Linked DNA regions of Mus musculus: regions 1 and 3 are each linked to region 2. Evidence: chromatin contacts called from public Hi-C data. All regions are on one chromosome and are shown on one strand. Each heading gives the region's core, a stretch centred on a gene start, on an enhancer-like site or on the middle of the called end of the contact. The rest is flanking DNA. Distances are from core to core; before and after follow the strand shown.

Region 1 (3,614 bases), core at 791-3,290, 160 kb after region 2:
TCAAGAAAAAGCAATACCAGAGACCTCTCTGTGATAGAGTGATAGCAAATACCTCTGTCCCCTCTGCCTGTTCAGCCTGCTCTTCTTCCTGCTCTCTATATGGCTGCCTCCTGGATACTGTGGCAATATTGGCTGACTGGTTTCAGACACAGGGATCCCTGCCTCTCATCTTCATAAGGTCTCAGAGGACCAGGAATATGTGATGTGTCATAGTAGTTCTATGGCAGTGGGTGGAGAGAGGGTCTTGGAAACAACCCAGTGGTGCCTGTTGCAATTCTGGGCGACTGCCTCTCTAGACCAGGCTTGGTTCAGCTATGAGCAGCAGCAGCCCCAAGGAAACCCCTTTGCTTTACTCCTCCTTCTTCTTTTCCTTCTTCCTTCCTGCTTCCTTCTTCCCTTCCTCCCTCCCTCCCTTCATTCTTTTCCCCTGTTTTTTTGTGACAGGGTCTCATTCAATAGACCAACTGGCCTGGACCTTAGCTGCCTGTAGCTTGGACTGGCCTTGGACTGGTAACAGACCTCTATCTGCCCATCACCCACCCATCCAACATTCATCTATCACCCATCCATCCGTGTATCTTTGTACATCATCTGCCCATCTATCACTCATTCATCTGCCTATCCATCTGTACTGGCTGGTTTTTTTGTGTCAACTTGACACAGGCTGGAGTTAGCACAGAGAAAGGAGCCTCCCTTGAGGAAATGCCTCCATGGATCTAGCTGTAAGGCATTTTCTCAATTAGTGATCAAGGGTGGGAGGGCCCAGCCCATTGTGGGTGGTGCCATCCTTGGGCTGGTAGTCTTGGGTTCTATAAGAAAGCAAGTTGAGCAAGCCAGGGGAAGCAAGCCAGTAAGTAACATCCCTTCATGGTCTCTGCATCAGCTCCTGCTTCCTGACCTGCTTGAGTTCCAGGCCTGACTTCCTTTAGTGATGAACAGCAGTGTGGAAGTATAAGCTGAATAAACCCTTTCCTCCCCAACTTGCCTCTCGGTCATGATTTATTTTTGTGCAGGAATAAAAACCTTAACTAAGACAGTCATCACTAATCTACCCATGCATCATCCACCCATCCACATTCTTTTATCCACCCATCGGCCATCCACATACCACTTATGTATCAATTGTACTATCTACCACTTGTCAACCATATATCATATCTGTCTATTTAGGATGATCTACTGACTTTTTATGGTCTATCTATCAATCTATCTTTTTATTATCTATCTGTATTATCAATCATATATCTATTATTTACCATCAATCACCATTTATCATCCAATTATCTATTTATTATATATGATCTGTCTTTTATAATCTCTCAATATATTTTGTCTTCAATTTACCTGTCTTCTATCATCTATATATTATCTATCTATTGACTATTCTGTCTTCAATATATCATCTGCATATCTTCTTTTCTCTCTTCCTTCCTTCTCTTCTCTTCTCTTCTCTTCTCTTCTTTTCTTTTCTTTTCTTTTCTTTCCTTCTCAATCTAGTTAACTGTCACCAGTTTGGGAAGCTGGCTTTGGGATTCTATGTGAAGACACCTCAGGCTCTCATTGAGATTCCAGATGATCTGTTCTAACCACAGTGACCACAGTGTTAGCCTGCGCTCTGGGTAGCTCAGTCTACACAATATACTTCCTTCTTTAGCACATTCCACAATGTATTTGTCTTTTGCAGAGTCAGTAAGAGTAAGCTTTGCCCAGGTTTTTTTTTTTAATTAAAATTTGTTCATATTATTTATATGAGGACACTGTTGCTGTCTTCAGACACACAAGAGGGCATTGGATTCCATTATAGATGGTTGTGAGCCACCATGTGGTTGCTGGGAAGTGAACTTAGGTCCTCTGGAAGAACAGTCAGTGCTCTTAACAGCTGAGCATCTCTCCAGACCCAAACTTTGCCTAGTTTTACTCTAATTCCTGATGCTGCTGTGAGGTCCACCAGGGTTCCTGTAGGAGGAACACTGTGAGCATGGAAACTCCTGGGGTGTGCTGGCAGGAGGCATGGACTCTGAGGCCAACATGGTTTTGCAATCTGACTGTCGATCTGTCACTCGTGACCTTGGACACACTGCTTGCTTCCCTTGCCTCGGTCCCTCATATACAACGTTGGGAAGGTGGCTGGAAAAAGGAGCAGAAGTGTGTAATCTTAGGGAGAGGACATGGCAGGGAACAGGCTCACAGTGTAGGTGGCACTGAGCTATAAAACCATGAGCCACCATTGGGGAGCCAAAGGGTCGGGAGCCTCTGAATCAGGTGTTGCTTTTAGGGAAGGCTCAGCTCTCTGGGAACTTCTAGATAGGCCCAGAGCCCAAACACAATGTTAGCAGAAAATGAGGAGTGCCCCAGGGTAGAGAAGCCTCTGTCCTCCATGCAGGGAAGGCACCTGCACACTAGGGAGGGGGAGGGCCAGGTGGTGGCCTTGTTCTACCCAGCCCTGTGTCCTGATCCTCAGTGGCCTGTGTGGCTCTGGCTCTGGGGGCCACTCAGGTGTGACCCATGGGCATCCCCTCTCCTCTCTACTTACCCAGCTCCCCTTGGCAAATGTCGGTCCTGGTGGCCCCTCCAAGAATGAATTCTGGTTTTTCCACAATTTCCTGGAAGATTGAGAGCATCTTAAGGGAAGGCCCAAAGCAGCCACAGCCCTGCCCAAGGGAGACAGGCAGCCCCACCCCCAGGGAGACAGAGTCTAGTGCACTTGATTTCTCCTGCAGCAGGCCAGGAGGAGGCAAAAGCTGCCAGGGGCTTATGCTATGAGTTTCTGAGTTTCCTGGGCTCAGCTTAGTCCGTCCATAGCTCAGCCCAGGGGAGAGCCCGACCCCACTCCCTTCCTCTATAGAAACTCACACCATAGCTAATGAGGAACTGGGATGTCAGTCAAGTATAAAGTCAGGCACAGGCAGGTTCCAGTCAGCCCTTTACCATGAGAACTGCCAGCTTTGGGTCTTCAAGCTCTTTACCACCTAAGGAGCATGTGATCCGGCACCTCAGGCAGGATCTCCATGCCCCACCCGGCTGCTCCCTTTTTCCCAGCAGATCTTCTATATCCTTATCCCATCTAGAGGGCTGTCTTCATATCACTCAGAATCTTACCCACATGTACTATGTACACTTTATTACACATTACTATTAGGTATTTTATGTAATACTCTATAATTTGTGTGTATAACTATAAACATGTAGAAACTTAACATGTTTCTATATAAAATGTTAAAAAGTAAAAGCAACTATGTAAAACATGTGGGTTTTGGGAGACAGGGTCTCACTATGTAGCTTTAGCTGTCCCGGAACTTGCTATGTGGATCCGGCTGGCCTCAAACTCATAGAATCTTCCTACCTCTGCCATTCATGTGCCAGAATTAAGGGCATGTCCTACCACCTCTCTAAAATGTGTATATGTAGTGGGTTGGCCCGATGCTGATTGTATTCTAATGTTAATATTGGGCCTCAAGGCTGGCTGCCCAAGAAACAAGCAGAGAGTCTGCACTGAGGCCACATGACCCTGTCCCCAAGTTATTTTGATTGGTAAATAAAGATGCCAACAGCCAATAGTTGGGCAGAAGAGACATAGGTGGGGTTTAGGGTTAGAGGGCTTGTGGTCAGAGAGG
Region 2 (4,021 bases), core at 702-3,201:
CTTTCCAGCAGATAAAAGCAGTATTTAGTCCCTGACATGGCTATGTATATAATAAATAAACAAAGCAGGCAAGCAACACTGACACTCCCCATGGGTGTCAAAATATTTGGTCAACTGTTGCATAATTGTGTCTGTTGATTCATGTAATCCTTATCAGAACTGAATAAATTCTGTGGAGATTTCTATCCATCTCAGGGTGTTATTTGCTGAATATATATATGTATACACACACACACCAAGGGCCCCAGACTGTTTTTAGCTGGTCCCATACTCTTTCCTTCAGCTTCTGTCTCCCTGACAAGGAGAGACTTTAAGGTGACTTCAGTGCCGATGTATTCAAATGCTTCCTGTTGCTCCGTCAGCTTACTTGACCTTTCTGCTAGGTCTTCTAGAGAGGCTGTGGTAAGGTGGCAGGTGATAAAGAGAATTCAGGCCAGGTTGTGAAAGGCAGGTCTGTTTCCTCCCCTCCCCTCCCTTCTTCCCTTCCTCCCACACAGACAATCTCAGACTCCCCAATTGCTTAACAGGTAGATGATGAAGGATGGCCTAGGGTTTGGGAAGGTGGCTGGATAATTACTGAAGGTGAGACACTGGATTACTGGGAAAATACTGGGCAGGTAGGTAGGTGGTCTCCTGGGTGCCCCTCGGATCTCACTGTCTGGCTGGATTCAACACTAACTTCTCAGATTGATTTTCGGGGTGGGTTCCACGCACAGCAGAAGAAAGCCCCCAAAGCAAGAGGGCACATTTATAGAAGGTATCTGAACTACCTGAAACATGTTCCTGCTGGATTAATTCAGAGTCATTCAGTCCCTTTATAGTTAGACTGAGTAGCCATTGGCATCGAAGTTCTTGATATTGACTCTAGGTTTCTCTGCTATTGGCCAGACTTCTGTTTCCTCATCTTGAATCTGAGCCGGTTACCTTTTGCTAAGGTTTGAGTCTTCCTGGAAGGGCGAATTCTCTCCCTGATCCATCTCTCTTCTCTTCAGGGTGTACTTTTACTCAGTTTTGCTGAAGTTGGTGAAGTCCCGAGATTCAACGTCTTTCTCTAACTCCCTGAGATTTCACTTAAAAAAATTCCACCTACTTATTTTAGTGTGTGCACACGCGCGTGTGTGCACATGTCATGAATGGAGCGTTTGAGTCACTACTTGCAGGAGACGGTTTTCTCTTTCCACCAGGTGGGGCAGAGTCCTTATTCCCTGTTTTAGATAGGGCTGAAAGACAAGTTGGTTCGTTTCTTTAAAAGAGTGAGCAAAGTGTGGCTGGCGCTCTCCTTGGCTGCTGAAGTTCGGGGAAAACCTTGACGCTCACAGAGGAGGCAAGCTAGGCCTCGTGAATGAGTACTGTGTGCGGTTCTGGCTGCTGCCAGCACCTGCGATCATCACGCCCACGCTAGGGCGCAGGCAGCACGGGGTGGGGTCGGTGCGGGGACTGGACCCCTTGGTAGATAAAAGTGGTTTCAGTGGCTGGTCAGAGTGAAGCCAGAGAGACCAAAATCATCCAGCCAGAAGCGTGGACAGGGAAGGGAGTAAGAGCCCATCTGGAGTGGAGGACGGAAGACCGCTGGGGCCAGGGGTGCAGAATGGCTGGTAGGATGGGCCTGAGGCTGGAGGTGAGGCTGAGAGAATAGCGGAGGTGACCAGCTGGAGGTGGGGTGCACAGGACTGGAGGTGGGACACAGTGAGGTGGAGACCCGCTGGTGGTGTGGCGAAAAAGGGAGGGGACTTGCACGTAGGGTTCACAGAGCTAAGACTTAAGGTGTCCCCGAGGGCTAGTCCGGAGCGCAGATGAGTGGAGGTCGAGATGGAGGCCAGGGGGCCCTGCAGGGCGTCGCCTCACTGCAGCAGCACAGAGCCGAGGAGAGGGGCGGGTCCCGAGAGGGGCGGAGACCAAAGGGCCGGGCAGCGGGCGGAACTCGGGCGGGCGGGAAGTGGGTGGGGACCCGTCGGGTTCCAGGGACCTAGGCTAAGCTGCGCGCGCGTGTGTCGGCGCCCCAACGAGATGAGCGGAACCGGGTCCGCCGGCATGGCCCGGGGGCTGCGCGTGGACGGGCTGCCACCGCTACCCAAAAGCCTGAGCGGGCTGCTGCACTCGGCGGCGGGAGGCGCGGCGGGTGGCTGGCGGCACCTGGAGCGGCTGTACGCTCAGAAGTCGCGCATCCAGGACGAGCTGAACCGAGGGGGCGCGGGCGGCGGCGGGGCGCGGGCGGCCGGGATGCGGACCAAGCCCCCCAACCTGGACGCCGCGCTGGCGCTGTTGCGCAAGGAGATGGTAAGGACTAGGCGCCGTGAGTCCCGTCGTGGGACACTCTCTTTTGGTCCCTGAAAGCCCGGACTCCCCTCTAGGGCTTCCCACGGCTTCACATCACCTCCGGCAGGGCAGCTTCAGATGCTGGGGTTCTCCCGGGCCAGGTCAGGGCGCGGCGAGGTTCGCCTGCCGGGTCTCAGGAGAACAGGCTTCCTGTGCGCCTGCGGGTCAGTGTGAACAACAGATGGGTGGCCGGGCCCCTCCCCGGCCGCCCTCCAGGAATCCGATTACCGGCGCGGAAGCGGTACTCGGCCGGGTGAAGTCCTTATGTCTGGTCACAAACAATGGGTTTAGTTTTTTTCTCCCTCCTGCGAAGTGGAGTAGGTGTTCCTGCACCAGGACGCACGATTCAGGGTGATGCCAGGGCAGAGATTTGGGCCGCAGGGAGCTCTTTCCCAGGTTGCTTCCTGTGGCTAGCCAGGTAGGGAAAGACCCACGCAACCCACCCATCCAAGTTCTTTCCCCTAGACTAAGATCTTCTACCCTGAGCCTAATACATCTAGCGAATTGCATTTGCTTAGATAAATCCATACTTAGTGTGTTTACAGCCTAATCATGAATGGCTGAGTGAAATAAAGAGACTGGCCCCCCAAGTGTTTGAGGTATTTTTTTTTTCTTGCATAAGACGCAAGGCGCATGGTGACTCTTGGTTGTGAAGCTCTGCTTTATAAACATGCTAGGGAGGCTTGGGAGCCCAGCTACATTCCCGAAGGTATTTCCCAGGTCCCTCCTGCTATGACTAAGGTACAGAACCTTATAATTATGCCTTGGGCGGTAGCTCCGGAGCTCAGCTATAGGAAATGAGCTGCTGTCACTCTGCCTGATAACAATGTTAAAGGTAGGGTTTGGCTACAGGCCCTGACAGGCCTTCTCAGAAAACCATCACGAGGCTCTTCCGTCTGTCTGGTAGCTAGCTGTTCAAGAGACTTACTGTCCTGGGGGAATGGTGAGGTTTCCGAGACAGTTCACATCTCGCTTAAAAATAGTCGTTCATTCCAGAGCCTTCTGCAGAATGTCTGTGTCGATCTATTTAATTTGAGGGCCAGAGGTCAAATCTGTGGTGGGGATATAATTCATGTCGGGACAGAATGTGACAAGTGCCAGAGAAAGGGACAAAGCACAGAAAGAGGGCGTGTCCCCCAATACAGTGGGGACTTCTCTATGGAGTCAGGGAGGTGGGAAGGCCGGAAGTGACCGGGAGAGAACTCTGAGATTGCTGAGCTGAGTGGTGCCCTGAGCCTCTCAGCCTCAGGCTTGACTGACAGGAACCAGAGGTTAGGAGGTGGCCCTGTAGCTGTGGGAAGCCTGCGGATCACCGGATCACCGGTCTCAGGAGCAGGAACTCTGGGATGTTCTATGAGTATAGGAGGCCTGGAAAATGCCCTAGGTGCACCTGGGAAACTCACAAGGATTGCTAATGGGTCCCCAAAGCTGATAAAGAAAGAAGTGAATCAAAGATGACCCAAGTTTTTTGTTTGATTGGTTACTGATGGAAAGTATTTAGTAACAAAACAAAAATCACAGTCCTAAGACTGGTCCTGTCACCCAGTGGCAGAGGCCTGCCTAGCATGCATGTGGCCTGTGTAAATTATATTTCTCATTGCTTTGACAAAAGCCATGCAAGGGAAGTCTTATTGACTCACAGTGCCAGCCACAGTCCGTCTTGGTGAGGAAATGTCGGCAGGCACATGAGGCAGCTGGTGACAGT
Region 3 (3,776 bases), core at 1,093-3,592, 130 kb after region 2:
CAGAAGATGGCCTAGTCGCCCATCACAGGGAAGAGAGGCCCCTTGGTATTGCAAACTTTATATGCCCCAATACAGGGGAATTCCAGGGCCAAGAAGTGGGAGTGGGTGGGTAGGGGAACAGGACAGAGGGAGGGTATAGGGAACTTTTGGGTTAGCATTTGAAATGCATATAAAGAAAATATCTAATAATAAATAAATAAATATTTTAAAAATTAAGTATTTTTAAAATTAAGATGAAAAGACCAGGAGACAGCTCAGGAGTGAAGTGCCAGAAGCCAGAGCAGGTAAGCACAGCCCTGGAGAGGCAGAACAAGGAGCTCCCTGGGACTCACTGGCCTAGCCAGCCTAGCCCACCTCCTGAGGTCCAGGAGACCCTGTGCAAAAATAAAACACATGGGGCTGGAGAGATGGCTCAGCGGTTAAGAGCACCGATTGCTCTTCCAGAGGTCCTGAGTTCAACTCCCAGCAACCACATGGTGGCTCACAACCATCTGTAATGGGATCCGATGCCTTCTTCTGGTGTGCCTGAAGACAGCTACAGTGTCCTCATATATGTAAAATAAATAAATCTTTAAAAAATAAATAAAACACACACACACCAAAAAACCAAACAAACAGAACCCCAAGGTGGAGCGGCTGGAGAGATGGCTCGGCAGGTAAGAACAGAGCCCATACTGTTCTTGCGGAGAGTCTGAGTTCAGTTTTTAGCACATGTCACACAGCTCACAAGAGCTACAGGGATCTGACATTCTCTTCTGACTTCTGAGAGAAACCATATTCACGTGCACCTACACACGGTTAAACATGTATGCAAGCGGTTCAAAATATAATAATTAAAATATATTTAAGGGGGCTGGAGAGATGGCTCAGCGGATAAGAGCACTGACTGCTCTTCCAAAGGTCCTGAGTTCAAATCCCAGCAACCACATGGTGGCTCACAACCATCCATAACAAACAAACAAACAAAAAAAATATATATTTAAAAAGCAAGGTGGATAGTACCTGAGGAATGGATACCTGTGGTTGTCCTCCAACACACACACACACACACACACACACACACACACACACACACACAGTACTGCCATCAGTCTCCCCAAGTAGTACATCAGAATAATTTCCACGTTACCCCATAACACTTTAGACCCTCAGCATCATCAGGCTCTGCTCTCTCATTCTGAGATAAACATTTTCACTAACCTCCCCTTGAATAAAGAAAATAAAGAAAAGCATCATGTGTGTGTGTCTTAATAGCATGATTGGAGCCAGGACTCTGGGTACTGGAACATTGAATGACCAGTTGGGGGGGGGGGCGCGGGGGAGGTGCGGGGGCGGGAGGAGCACACAGCAACCCCAGGCCTGAGCACACAGACACAGATGGTACCGTAGGTTCTTGTAGAGCAATGATTTTATAAGAAGTTCCACAGAATCAGAGAACTCAGCCAATCCCTTTAGATTCTTCTAACTCACTATGGAGAGGGGAGGAGGGTGGTGTGAGGCCGGGAGGAGAGAGAGCAGTGGGCGGGGCAGCCCTCTAAAAAAAAGTTTCGAGGTTCATGATCCAGAAGCTGAGTATCAGAGGGGCAGACGGCATCGGGTCAGAGCAACCTCAGATGTTCATGGTCAGGCTGATGAACTGGAAGTAAAGAGAGATGAGGCTTTAGAAATCCAGCCTAGCAACTGAGGAGTGGCTTCTGTTTGTATTATGTCGCAAGAACTCTTGCTGGTCGGTCATCTTGCACAAATTTGGCCTTCTGACTCAACATGAAACCATTTATTTAAAATTTAAATTAAAACAGATTGCTGGGTGTGTCGCATGTATAATTATTTTATGTATGCATGCATACGTGTATGTGGGTGCAGACCAGGCATTTCTCTCCCCATCTTCTATTTCGAGAAAAAGTCTCTCACTGAACCTGTAGGTACTAATTGTCCATGACCACACTGGCTGGCCAGTGAGCTTCAGAGATCCACCTGCCTCAGCCCCCACACAGCGCTGGAATTGCAGATACATGCCGCCAGACTTGGCTTTTTACACGGGTCGTAGGGTTCAAACGTGGGCCCTTCTGCTTGTGCCCATCTCCCCAGTCAGATAAACCTTGAAAAAGGCTAAGTGCACTTTCAGTAGAGGGCGGATAGGACAAAGGGATAAGATGTGTTTTGTTCCTGTTGAAGGGGAAGCCTCACAGAGACATCTTGGGCAGGGTAGTGTGAGTTTGGTGACCCACCTTTCCAGAGAAAGATGGCCCTCTACCATAGTGGAGCTGAAGGGAAGGGAGGCAGGGTGGTAGCTCAGGCTCCTTGTGAGCAAGCGAGCTGCCAGGCTGCGGAAGCAGCTGGAAGCTTCTCATTTCTCCCTTCCTCTCACCAGGCTTGCTCGTGTTTATGTGGAACGTTGTTTACTCCACACCCTCTTTCTTGGGGCTCACATGAGCAGACACTAGGGCAATGAAGACACCCACAGCTCACAGGATTATAGCGCTAATTATGCTGACTGCCAAAAGGACAAACACCGGCCTCTGCACTGAGTAATTGCCCACGGCGAGTGCTCGCTCGTCCTGCCTGGGGGATCCACTTAGCGTGTTCATACTCTGCTGCGCCCTGGCCGGGGTCTGCTTGGCCATACCTCGTTTATGTTGAGATGGATGAAGTCCTTGTTCTTCACACTGAGAGATTGGAACACCCCTGTTGGGAGGGAGGCAGCGTCACAGTAGAGCCAGACCCCTGGGCAGGTTTAAGGGCTCCTGGACCACTGGGAAATCTGTGGGTAGCTGCTCCCTCTAGTGGAGATCAGATTCCCTGCATGGTGGGGTGGAGACGATCGAAAGGATTCAATTCCTAGCCAGGGTGATCTGAGAAGGGACTGTCTAATTTGAACCTCAGATTCCTACCTCCAGAAGAGATACAGCCAAACCTTGATTAGCAAGGTGGAGGAGGGGCTTTCCCAGAGCGAGAGCGAGAGCGAGAGCGAGAGCGAGAGCGAGAGCGAGAGAGAGAGAGAGAGAGAGAGAGAGAGAGAGAGAGAAAGAGAGAATATGAATGTAGCATGGACCTGCTTGGATGCTAAGTGCCCCAAGCAATAGTGACAACATCCTGTCATCCCACTGGGGACACTTCACTATGAACTGGGCATTCCATGGCTGTGCAGGTGTGTAAAATTTCTAGGTGTGTACTGGGCATCCCATGGCTGTGCAGGTGTGTAAAATGCATGTGCATTATAAAACCACAAGATACTGGGACATGTTCGTTTGCAGCTGAAGGGACAATGGATGGCTGAGCTGCCCTGGATGCATTTGGCCACCCTTGGGGGCTATTTTGGGAGAGAGTGTGTCCATGAATCTCCTGTGTAGAGCACCTGCACACAAGCCTTCCATCTTTCCTGTACAGCAGACCCTGCTTAAACGACTGGGTCTGTGTCTGGGGCTTTCAGGGGAGAACAAGCGAGGGGCAGAGACTTCTCATTTTGGGTTTTGTGAGGGGACTTGACTTTTCCTCAGTAGGAGGTGTGAAACCTGTCCACTCACAGCCCTTCACAGCCTGTAGGTGTGTAACCACAGGACCTTATTCTGTCTCTCAGCTGACCACAGGGCATAGTGTCTGCACAGACATCCACGGTGGCCCTCCATGTCCTAGATCTGCCTTTTTCCCCCCAGGTTGTTTCTTATGTATTCATAGATGGTGACTGGAGACCCTGAGCTGGGCACTCTGTGCTCCCAAGGGTCCAAGGACTCTCTTGGCTCCCTGTACACTCAGGGCTCCCTTGTACACTCAGGACT

The links. Hi-C and Micro-C count contacts between places; a contact is called where the count stands out from the background.
Region 1: a Hi-C map of liver shows a contact between it and region 2, with 4 times the contacts expected there. The contact joins the enhancer-like site here to the promoter of Fam89a in region 2. A contact is called at or near these places in 2 of 39 promoter capture datasets (embryonic stem cells and hematopoietic stem and progenitor cells), 1 of 484 Hi-C or Micro-C datasets (liver) and 2 of 9 other capture datasets (adipose tissue and liver).
Region 3: a Hi-C map of epidermal suprabasal cells shows a contact between it and region 2, with 4 times the contacts expected there. The contact joins the enhancer-like site here to the promoter of Fam89a in region 2. A contact is called at or near these places in 8 of 39 promoter capture datasets (HPC-7-derived erythroid cells, cranial neural crest, embryonic stem cells and 4 more), 4 of 15 datasets of contacts at CTCF or cohesin (CD8 T cells, embryonic stem cells, large pre-B cells and 1 more), 33 of 484 Hi-C or Micro-C datasets (B cells, the Ba/F3 cell line, CD4 T cells and 18 more), 1 of 115 datasets of contacts at active chromatin or transcription factors (double positive thymocytes) and 4 of 9 other capture datasets (adipose tissue, embryonic stem cells, liver and 1 more).

Annotation. Positions count from the first base shown.
Region 1 is chr8:124,588,022-124,591,635 of GRCm38.p6, reverse strand. Capn9 (calpain 9) reads right to left here. Exons shown (of 20, transcript NM_023709.4): 2 at 2,534-2,603. Among named protein-coding and RNA genes, the nearest start is that of Capn9, 14 kb to the right of the region's middle. Within about 2 kb of position 2,040, at least 12 of the 459 cell types and tissues checked have an H3K27ac peak or open chromatin away from gene starts, as enhancers often do. A contact at or near this core is called in adipose tissue and liver, where this site is marked.
Region 2 is chr8:124,749,796-124,753,816 of GRCm38.p6, reverse strand. It overlaps Fam89a (family with sequence similarity 89, member A), which reads left to right and starts at 1,951. Exons shown (of 2, transcript NM_001081120.2): 1 at 1,951-2,277. The coding sequence starts at 2,008.
Region 3 is chr8:124,616,342-124,620,117 of GRCm38.p6, reverse strand. It overlaps Capn9 (calpain 9), which reads right to left. Exons shown (of 20, transcript NM_023709.4): 19 at 2,627-2,685; 20 at 1,387-1,636. The coding sequence ends at 1,610. Among named protein-coding and RNA genes, the nearest start is that of Capn9, 42 kb to the right of the region's middle. Within about 2 kb of position 2,342, at least 110 of the 459 cell types and tissues checked have an H3K27ac peak or open chromatin away from gene starts, as enhancers often do. A contact at or near this core is called in the HL-1 cell line, adipose tissue, epidermal suprabasal cells and 4 more, where this site is marked.